3 separate regions of the Zea mays genome follow, and regions 1 and 2 are each linked to region 3. Evidence: chromatin contacts called from public Hi-C data. All regions are on one chromosome and are shown on one strand. Each heading gives the region's core, a stretch centred on a gene start, on an enhancer-like site or on the middle of the called end of the contact. The rest is flanking DNA. Distances are from core to core; before and after follow the strand shown. Region 1 holds the start of LOC100191611. Region 2 holds the start of LOC100501177. Region 3 holds the start of LOC100501328.

What was found. Hi-C and Micro-C count contacts between places; a contact is called where the count stands out from the background.
Region 1: a contact with region 3 is called in a Hi-C map of tassel, with 4 times the contacts expected there. The contact joins the promoter of LOC100191611 here to the promoter of LOC100501328 in region 3. A contact is called at or near these places in 4 of 25 Hi-C or Micro-C datasets (ear, endosperm, leaf and 1 more).
Region 2: a Hi-C map of ear shows a contact between it and region 3, with 3 times the contacts expected there. The contact joins the promoter of LOC100501177 here to the promoter of LOC100501328 in region 3. A contact is called at or near these places in 8 of 25 Hi-C or Micro-C datasets (ear, endosperm, leaf and 2 more) and 1 of 3 datasets of contacts at active chromatin or transcription factors (leaf).

Annotation. Positions count from the first base shown.
Region 1 is chr2:209,886,116-209,888,849 of Zm-B73-REFERENCE-NAM-5.0, forward strand. It overlaps LOC100191611, which reads left to right and starts at 1,258. Exons shown (of 7, transcript NM_001357843.2): 1 at 1,258-1,867; 2 at 2,535-2,734. The coding sequence starts at 1,349. It also overlaps the pseudogene LOC111590978.
Region 2 is chr2:209,921,678-209,924,591 of Zm-B73-REFERENCE-NAM-5.0, forward strand. It overlaps LOC100501177, which reads right to left and starts at 1,571. Exons shown (of 8, transcript NM_001362588.1): 1 at 1,157-1,571; 2 at 575-850; 3 at 142-465; 4 at 1-48. The coding sequence starts at 1,513.
Region 3 is chr2:210,075,986-210,078,771 of Zm-B73-REFERENCE-NAM-5.0, forward strand. It overlaps LOC100501328, which reads left to right and starts at 1,518. Exons shown (of 11, transcript NM_001362596.1): 1 at 1,518-1,816; 2 at 2,175-2,274. The coding sequence starts at 1,633.

The sequences.
Region 1 (2,734 bases), core at 8-2,507, 190 kb before region 3:
GTGTATTGCGACGGTACCCAACTATATTTAAAGATATTGATTCAGTGACTAAGGGATACTTAATAGTCTTAATAGACCCTCCACATAAAAATATTCACAATAAATGAATTTAATGTCACAATGAACATATTGTTCCAGACATTGAACTGGTAAAACAGATATTACACTTGATTTTAGTCAAAAGACTAAAAATGAGTTTAAAAGGAACCTCTATGCTCGAATTAAATTATAGACAATGTCTTGGCTTCGGACTTAAGAGCGAGAAGATAATGTAGATCTGATCTCCTAACCAAAATCATCATTGGGATTTCATCGGTAACACATGCACTCCCCTTTTTGAAATGGATTGTAGGACATTCTGGTCGTGTGTGGTTCTAACAGATTTTGTGTATATGAGATAATGTATAGGTGGCACTTTATTTTAACGCTAAATCTTATATTTCATACTAATACAACAAGGTATATACAGGATAAAACATAGCCAGACTAGCAAAGTCATACCAGATCCGGTAGATCCCAAAAAGAGAAGCTGCTATAGACAGTCATATGATAAATGAAGGTATAACACCATGTGCAATCCTTTGTGATACATAACATATATTCTTATACACAATCAACATGATATCTTCCATCTCTCCCTTGTACTCACTCTTGTAGTCATTACACATCAACAAACTATTTGCAAAAACAACTTTCAGTACAACTAATAGTTTCCTCTCTTTTGTTCACATGTATTTATTTTTTGCGCGCCTATCAAAAGCACCATCAGTTTTGAACCATGAATGTTTCCATGTAAATATAAACTAACGGTTGCCCTCTCTGTGAATCTGTATATATTGACACAACGCTTGTAGACACATTTTTGCTAGCTCTTGATACACGCTGGTTGAATGCTACTTAATATATATTGTAGTCTCAATTCACTCTACAACAGATATGAACTATCGAAAACAACGTAATATACTTACATTTTGTTTTATACCTATGTGTTTATGGACTCATAATATGTTTAGATTTGGTTCCATACTTACATACTTATGTGACCAACACAAAAAGGGAGAAAAAGACTACTCTCCCTGTATAAGGTTATACACGCTTCCACCAAAAAATCTTACGTCACATCTGGTCAAGCGCGCTGCGCGCATGAGAGGGCTACCACGAACCGAATGGCGGAGGGCTGCAGGAGCCAAGATTTTGACGCGGCGGCCCGGCCCATATGAGCCCCGGCCCGCCCACGCGCTCCGGGCTCCGCGGCCTCCGCCTCGTTTTTACCGCATAAAGATTCGAAAGCCCTCCTCTCTCGCTTTCGTCTCCACGCCTAGGGTTTCTCTGCCTCGCCGGGGAAGCGATGCAGCCGCTGCACCAACCGCCGATGAACGGGCAACACGGCCCGCCTCCTCCGCAGGGATCCGGGGTTCCCACGGCTTCGCAGCAGCAGGCGCCACCGCCGTCGTACTACCAGCAGCAGCAGCAGCAGCAGCAGGGGCCACCGCCTCAGTACTACCAGCAGGGTCCCCCACAGCCGTGGGCGCAGCAGCAACAGTACGCTCCACCGCCGCCGCAGTACCCGCCTCAGATGCAGCAGTACGCTCCACCACCGCAGCAGTACGCCCCTCCGCCGCAGCAGCAGTACGCCGCTCCGCCGCAGCAGCAGTACGCCGCTCCGCCGCCGCAGTACGCGCCTCCGCCGCCGCAGTACGCGCCTCCGCCGCAGCAGTACGCGCAGCCGCCGCAGTACGCGCAGCCACCGCAGTATGGGACAACGCCGGGAAGCGGTGAGGTCAGGACCCTGTGGATTGGAGATCTTCAGTACTGGATGGACGAGAACTATCTCCACTACAACGCCTTCGCGCCTGTGGCCCAGCAGGTGATTCTTCTCTCTATCTCCCCTACCTAAAAGCCGTGACATTGGGAATTTTAGAGTGACCCTTGTACGATTGGTTTGGCTAATTTGGTTTTGATATTCTCGCGGCTGTAGGTGCTATACTGTTTATTTATTATGTTTTCTGTTAGGGTACCCTTTCTGTTATAGCATTGTATATTAGATCATCTAGTCTAGTTTATTCTCATAGGAGCTAAGGGGCGCCATGTCTTGCATGGTTATATGCTATTTCAACCAACGTGTTAGGTTTTAGGCCCAGAAACATGCATACGACTATGATTGTAAGCTGTAGGCACAGATGCCAGTTTTTTTTCTGTTGTTAACTTTTAATGCTTATCTCTGCCATGCATAATGAGCAAGCATCTCTTCATGAACTGATAATAAGTCATTCTTTAGGTGAGCACATTGACTTATTTTCAATGAACTTATACCAAGGTTTCGTAAGGCAGGTGCTATAGTTTCCATGTTATTCTTGTTGCTAGTTCATATATACTATTTGATTTTGCAAATTTGGAAGTTGAATGTACGATTACATAATATATAAGTCCGTTTTGATGTATTTTAGTTGATCTACTTTGCTTGTTCTCTAATGGAATCCTAATTCTTTTGTTAAATTATTTATTGTTGGACTAATACTCTCAAGTAACTGTAGATTGCCTCTGTGAAAATTATACGGAACAAGCAGACTGGGCACTCAGAAGGTTATGGTTTTATTGAGTTTTACTCTCAAGCCGCTGCAGAACATACTCTGATGAACTTCAATGGGCAGATGATGCCGAATATTGAGATGGCTTTTAAGCTGAATTGGGCTTCTGCTAGCACTGGGGATAAGCGTGGAGATAATGGTTCTGA
Region 2 (2,914 bases), core at 321-2,820, 150 kb before region 3:
AGGAATACCAGGACGAAGTTTCTTAAAAATTTCATAAACAAATTTGACCTGCAGAAGTTGAATATTGGAAGACATGAGAAAAATTCACATATGTAAGTGTGCAAGACAAATGTACTTTTCAGAAAAATAATAACTGACTACCTGCTTGACACTAGATAAGAAGACTATCGTCTTTGAATTTAGATGCCTTTTAATGAAGCTCCAGAGCATATTTAACTTCTGCTCAAGAGGTACAATCATGGCATACTGCTCAAGGGTATCCGGTGTGGCTGTTCTGGCCTCCTCGTGCACACTTATATATTCAGGATCCCTTAAGCTAACCCTTGCAAGGTCCTTAACTGACTTCGTTTGTGTAGCAGAAAACAGTAAAGTTTGTCTAACTTTGGGAATCTGAGAAATGATAGCATCAACCTGGTTTCTGAATCCGTGATCAAGAATTTGATCTGCCTCGTCAAGCACCAACAGCTGTTTTCCCATAAGGAGAGAAAAATGAAACAGTGGTACTTTATAAGATTGTTAAAATAAAATAAAAACAGAATTCACTACAATCATAGAACAAGATAAGCTTGAATACTTGGAGCTGTGAACAATCAAAATTGGCAGTTTCGTTGAAGTGCTGGACTAACCGCCCTGGCGTGCACACTAAGATATTCAAGCTGTTCACACGTTCCTTCTCTATCTCGATACCCTTGCGCTTACCAACAATGACGCCACCACTAAAGTTATGGAACTGCCCCACTTTCTTGATCACCTCAAAAATCTGCCCAGCCAAATCATTTGTCGGGGAGAGAATAATGCAGCCCACACCATCCTCTGGACCCCATCTCTCTCTATACAGCTTCTCAATAAGCTGCAAAGATGAAATGTAAGGTGGTAAGCTCATAAGGAATCTTAGCTGTCATGATCAACCATACTTCTTGTAGGGTAACAATTGACATGGAATTATGATTGAGCTAGACACAAGGTATAACAAACACTTATGTACAGGGCACCATTCGCACAATTCCTGGCAAAAACCAATACAGGGCACCATTCGCACAGTTCCTGGCACTAAATATTGAAACTCTGATCGCAATTGAATTCACACTCCCACAGTGCTAGCCCGCAAACTCAATACCCAAACCTAACAGTAAATTAGCAGCAGCGAGAGATTTACCGGGATGACAAAGGCAAGGGTCTTGCCGGAGCCGGTCTTGGCCGCGCCGAGGATGTCGCGGCCACACAGCGCGTGGGGCAGAGCGGCGCGCTGGATCTCACTCATCTCAGTGAACCCCGCCTTCCGCAGCCCGTCCTTGGTCTTCTGCGACAGCGGCAGCTCGTCGAACAGTGTGCACGCGCCGTACTCCGGGTGCTCCCCGGCGGTCGGAACCGGTCCAGCTGATTTCGACGGGGGCAGAAGTTTGGTGCGCGGGAGGGGCTTGCCGGCGTCGATCCATTCGTTGAGGAGGCGTATCTCGTCGACCTCCCGCAGGCGAGTCTGCTTCGCCGCGACGCGGCGCTGCGGGCGGCGCATGTCGGCTAGGGTTTAGGATACCGGGAAGTAGGGCACTAGGGCCGGAGTCGGAGCCAGGTGTTTTAGCTCGGACAGGATTTCGGGTAGCATGAGCTATATAAAAGTCACACTATCCCAAATAAGATGCTAAATAACTTTGAGAATAAAAAAAAATAGCAAGTTCTTCCATACCTCTCTAAGGTATTGTTCGATTGTTCGGTTACGTGAATTAAATCTCATTCTATTCAATTTTAATTAGATAGATTTAATTTCTTCAATCCAGGCGTAATTATACAAACCTTAAAGGTGTGTTTGGTTTGGTTTTTGCTGTCTCAAAACCAAAAAACCAAATTAAATAGTTGGATTTAGAAAGCAACTTTTTCTAAAAGCCGATTTTCTTGCAGTGTAAAATTGAAATCACCTCTAGACTTGATATATGAAGAACTTTTAGTGGTTTCCACCAATTGATTTTTAGCTTTTTAACATCACATAACACACAACAATTTTTTTCACACCTGACAACCCACAACAACTTTTTCACACCCACAACCTGTGGGGGATCGATATATCTCAGATACCCACAAACACAGAAAACACAACATGGGTCGTCTAATCGGCCTCCCGATAGCTTGGCTAGCAAGACGGGCCATCGGGCCACTATTAGGCCAGACGAGCTCAATCCAGGAAGACAAATAGAACCTAATTATAGGTTGTATTAACTGTCGATTCATTCGCCCGCCCAATATAGGTTATAGAACTACTAGCTTTAACTTGGCATTTGTCTACAATGTTGTCCACTAACCTTTTAACTGTCAATTCAATCGTCGACCCAATGTATTGTCCAAGTCGGGTTTGACCTGCGTGCTAGCGCGCGCTAGGTCATGCGCCCTTCCCGTCACCAAGATCCCTCTCATCCGCGCCTCAAATTTGCGCTAGTCCACATCGCCTCTCTATGTTGTGAAGTTGCTCGTTGCATACATGCCACCAACCTCATTTTTCACGTATGCGCCATGTTCCTCGCCCATGTCATCGCCTAGCATTTATCACGAGAGGCCTAATCTAAGACTAGTATAGTATGTGTGCTCTGAGCACGTGAGGATGTTAGTGATGACGACGACTAATGGGGACGAGTCTCTAGACATGGGCACTCACATGTAGAGCTAAAAATTAGTCGTAGAAACCAAATCACACGTTGTAATTTTTTTTGTTTACGTGGACAACCTAGAAGGTCATCCTTGTGTCTGGTTCTCTTATATAAGGATGAGCATTCGCCCAGCATTCGCCACGAGAGGCCCAAACTAGGATGAGCGACATCAATGGTTGTCGGCCTAAGAAGACCCATATCACGACGACCACGATATACCTTTACGTCGTTGTCAAATGGGCAAACCTAGCTCAGGGCAGTGGTGTCACCACTACATC
Region 3 (2,786 bases), core at 268-2,767:
AAGAAACCCCGGCCACCTGCTAAAACAAAACGGTTAAACAAAACGGCCCGAAAGGCGACACAACAAGCATCGCCTATTCATTCTATGAGACCAGGGTACTTTCCACCTATTTACTCATCGTCGGTATATTATCCTGTTCAAACATGGAATGGCACGATGATGAATCCATGGTACATGTATAGTCCCTTCGTCTATCCAGACTGGGGGGCACCTCCATTCTATTCCTTTTGATCCATTGATCAAATGGTCATGGCCGAGAAAGATACAATCCGAAACGACCTTTATATTGGTGCTTTATTGAATAATCTCCATATCGAAAAGTCGGTGACTTACATCAGGTTTAGTTCATATGCTTTTGGTTCGTCAACCTTCACCAAAAGGCAGGGGGCATATGTTGGAACCCAAAATGACCGTGCGGACGGTCCGGCCCGGAGGCCGGACGGTCCGCGGTCCGGACCGTCCGCGGTGGTGGCGCGGACGGTCCGCGCGTGCGCAGAGTCAGTTAGGGTTCCTAGTTTCTCGCGGGATTTGTTACCTAAAACCACGGGATTAACTCGGAAATCAGTTGGAAGCGGATCCAGACCTCCTCCTTTATATAGATGAAGGGCTACGGCCGATTGAACCCCCAACAATCGAACCAATACAACTTCTATCTCGCATTTATTTTCAGCACAATTAGGAGTAGTTCTAGTCTAGTTCTAGTTTAGCCCTAGTTTAGTATTCCAATTCCCAAATTCTCTGCCTCTCCTCGACTCTACGTCGATTAGAGGAGTCTAGGTCGGCCGGCCCGAGCCTAGACAACTCCTAGGATCTCTCCTCCCCGACGGGGTCCCTCCCGGGAGCGAGATCCAGGCGCCGCCGGCGATCTTCCGCCGCCCCTGCGCACGCGCGGACCGTCCGACCCTAGAGCGCGGACCGTCCGGCCGTCAGGCAGGGAACCCGAGCTCCTGCACCAGGTCGCGGACCGTCCGGCCCTGTGCCGCGGACCGTCCGCGTCTGACCAGAGAGCACCGCCACGTCGCGCCAGGTCGCGGACCGTCCGGCCCCAAGCCACGGACCGTCCGCGCCTGACCAGAGAGCACCGCCGCTGGTTCTTTTGAGTGATTGGCGCCTTCGAAAAGGTGTCAACAAGAATATAAGTACGACTAAAAATTTATCCCCATTACTCATTACTTAATATGCGAAATGTCTAATACTACACCGAAAAGAGTACATATATATTGTCTGCGTCACAGTCTTGACAGGGACCATAGCCCCTACCGCTCTCCCCTTGGGTCTGTCCTGTATTGGACCGCCCGCACGTGTGTATATGCACGTGTGTGGTGTGTGCGTGACATCTTTGTACCTGTACCCTATAAAAAAGTACTCCTTGCGAATTGCGCAACGGCCCCTCCGAATCTCGAATCCCGCTAATCCAAATCCATCGAGCGGGAGAACCCCGAATTCCAAAAATCCCCAAAACCCAACCCTAGCTCGCTAGCCTCACTGTTCCCCTTCGACTCTTCCCCTTCGCACCTCTGATTCCTCGCGCCCTCGTCCCCCGCTCAATTTCCAGAAGCTTCTAGAACCGGGTTTCCAGCCCTAATCCCGCAAAAAGATGCTTTCTTGCGCCTAGTAGCCTGGGACGGAGGCATGGACAGCGGCGGCGGGGAGGGAGGCTCGACTGGCGGGAGGTTCCCTATTCTGCAGGCGAATAGGGACCCCGAGTCAAATTGGGAGGTGGACGTTGCCAAAAGCCTCGAGCAGTACCTGCTCAAGATCTGTTCAGGGGAGGTCTCCGGCGAGGACGAGTCCCATTCTGTCAACTTTGCCGAAGGTACGGTGGTGCGGAGGCCCGCGGTTTCTTGCGGTCAATGTGCGGTACTTCTTTTCAGCGGCTATTCTATCTCAGGGGTCTGGAGAGCTAGGAATTGGGAGTGGGAGGTTAGAAATTTTGACACTTTATGTGGATTGACTACGGATGGAGGCGGGAACATGGGGACTTGCTTGATCTTGCGCGGTTTTACTACCTTTGCTTGAATAAATGTTGAAGGAATGACTCCTTTTTAGTTGTTTAGCTCACCCAAGGTTTATCCTTTCTAAGGATAATTTGAGAAGAGTACCGTATCAGAACAAAGTTATTTTCTTTTTCAAGCTAGCAGTTGTCCTGTTAATTTGTGTTTTCTTGTCTGCAGCGGCGTTACTACTCCAAGGATCGGTTCAAGTATACAGTAGGAAGGTGGAGTACTTGTACTCCTTGGTGCTTCACGCGATAGAGTTCCTCTCACACAAGAAGTAAGAAAAGATTGATGCTGTTTTTAATTTATCCGTTATGCACTAATTGCTACCCTGAACACTGTATGTATTATTACCTGTCAAATGTGGGCCTGAAACTGGCAGTGATAAATGCATTCTACATTTTTGCGCATGTTATATGAGTAGGCTTTAAAAATATCACGTGGCAGATACACATTTGCTGCTTGCTTCAGAAACCATAGACTTTCGAAATAAGGTTTTTGTATCCCCCCTTATAGGAACCTGAATGAAGTATGCCTGTTTCAGATGATCTCTTGATCTCCGCATTGGTACCTTTCATTCTTAATCTTGGGACTCCACCATACTGGGCATTTTATTGTCTCTATATGTGTCTCCCAAGCATTAAGATCAAGTAGATGGCCCAAATCCATGTTCACTTGGTTTGATTTACTCTGTGCTCAGGGGGATCAATGCCAACATATTGCTGAAAGAAGGCCTTTCTGTTCAATGTAATCATGGATTTCATGGTACTAAGGCATCACCTAGGAGCA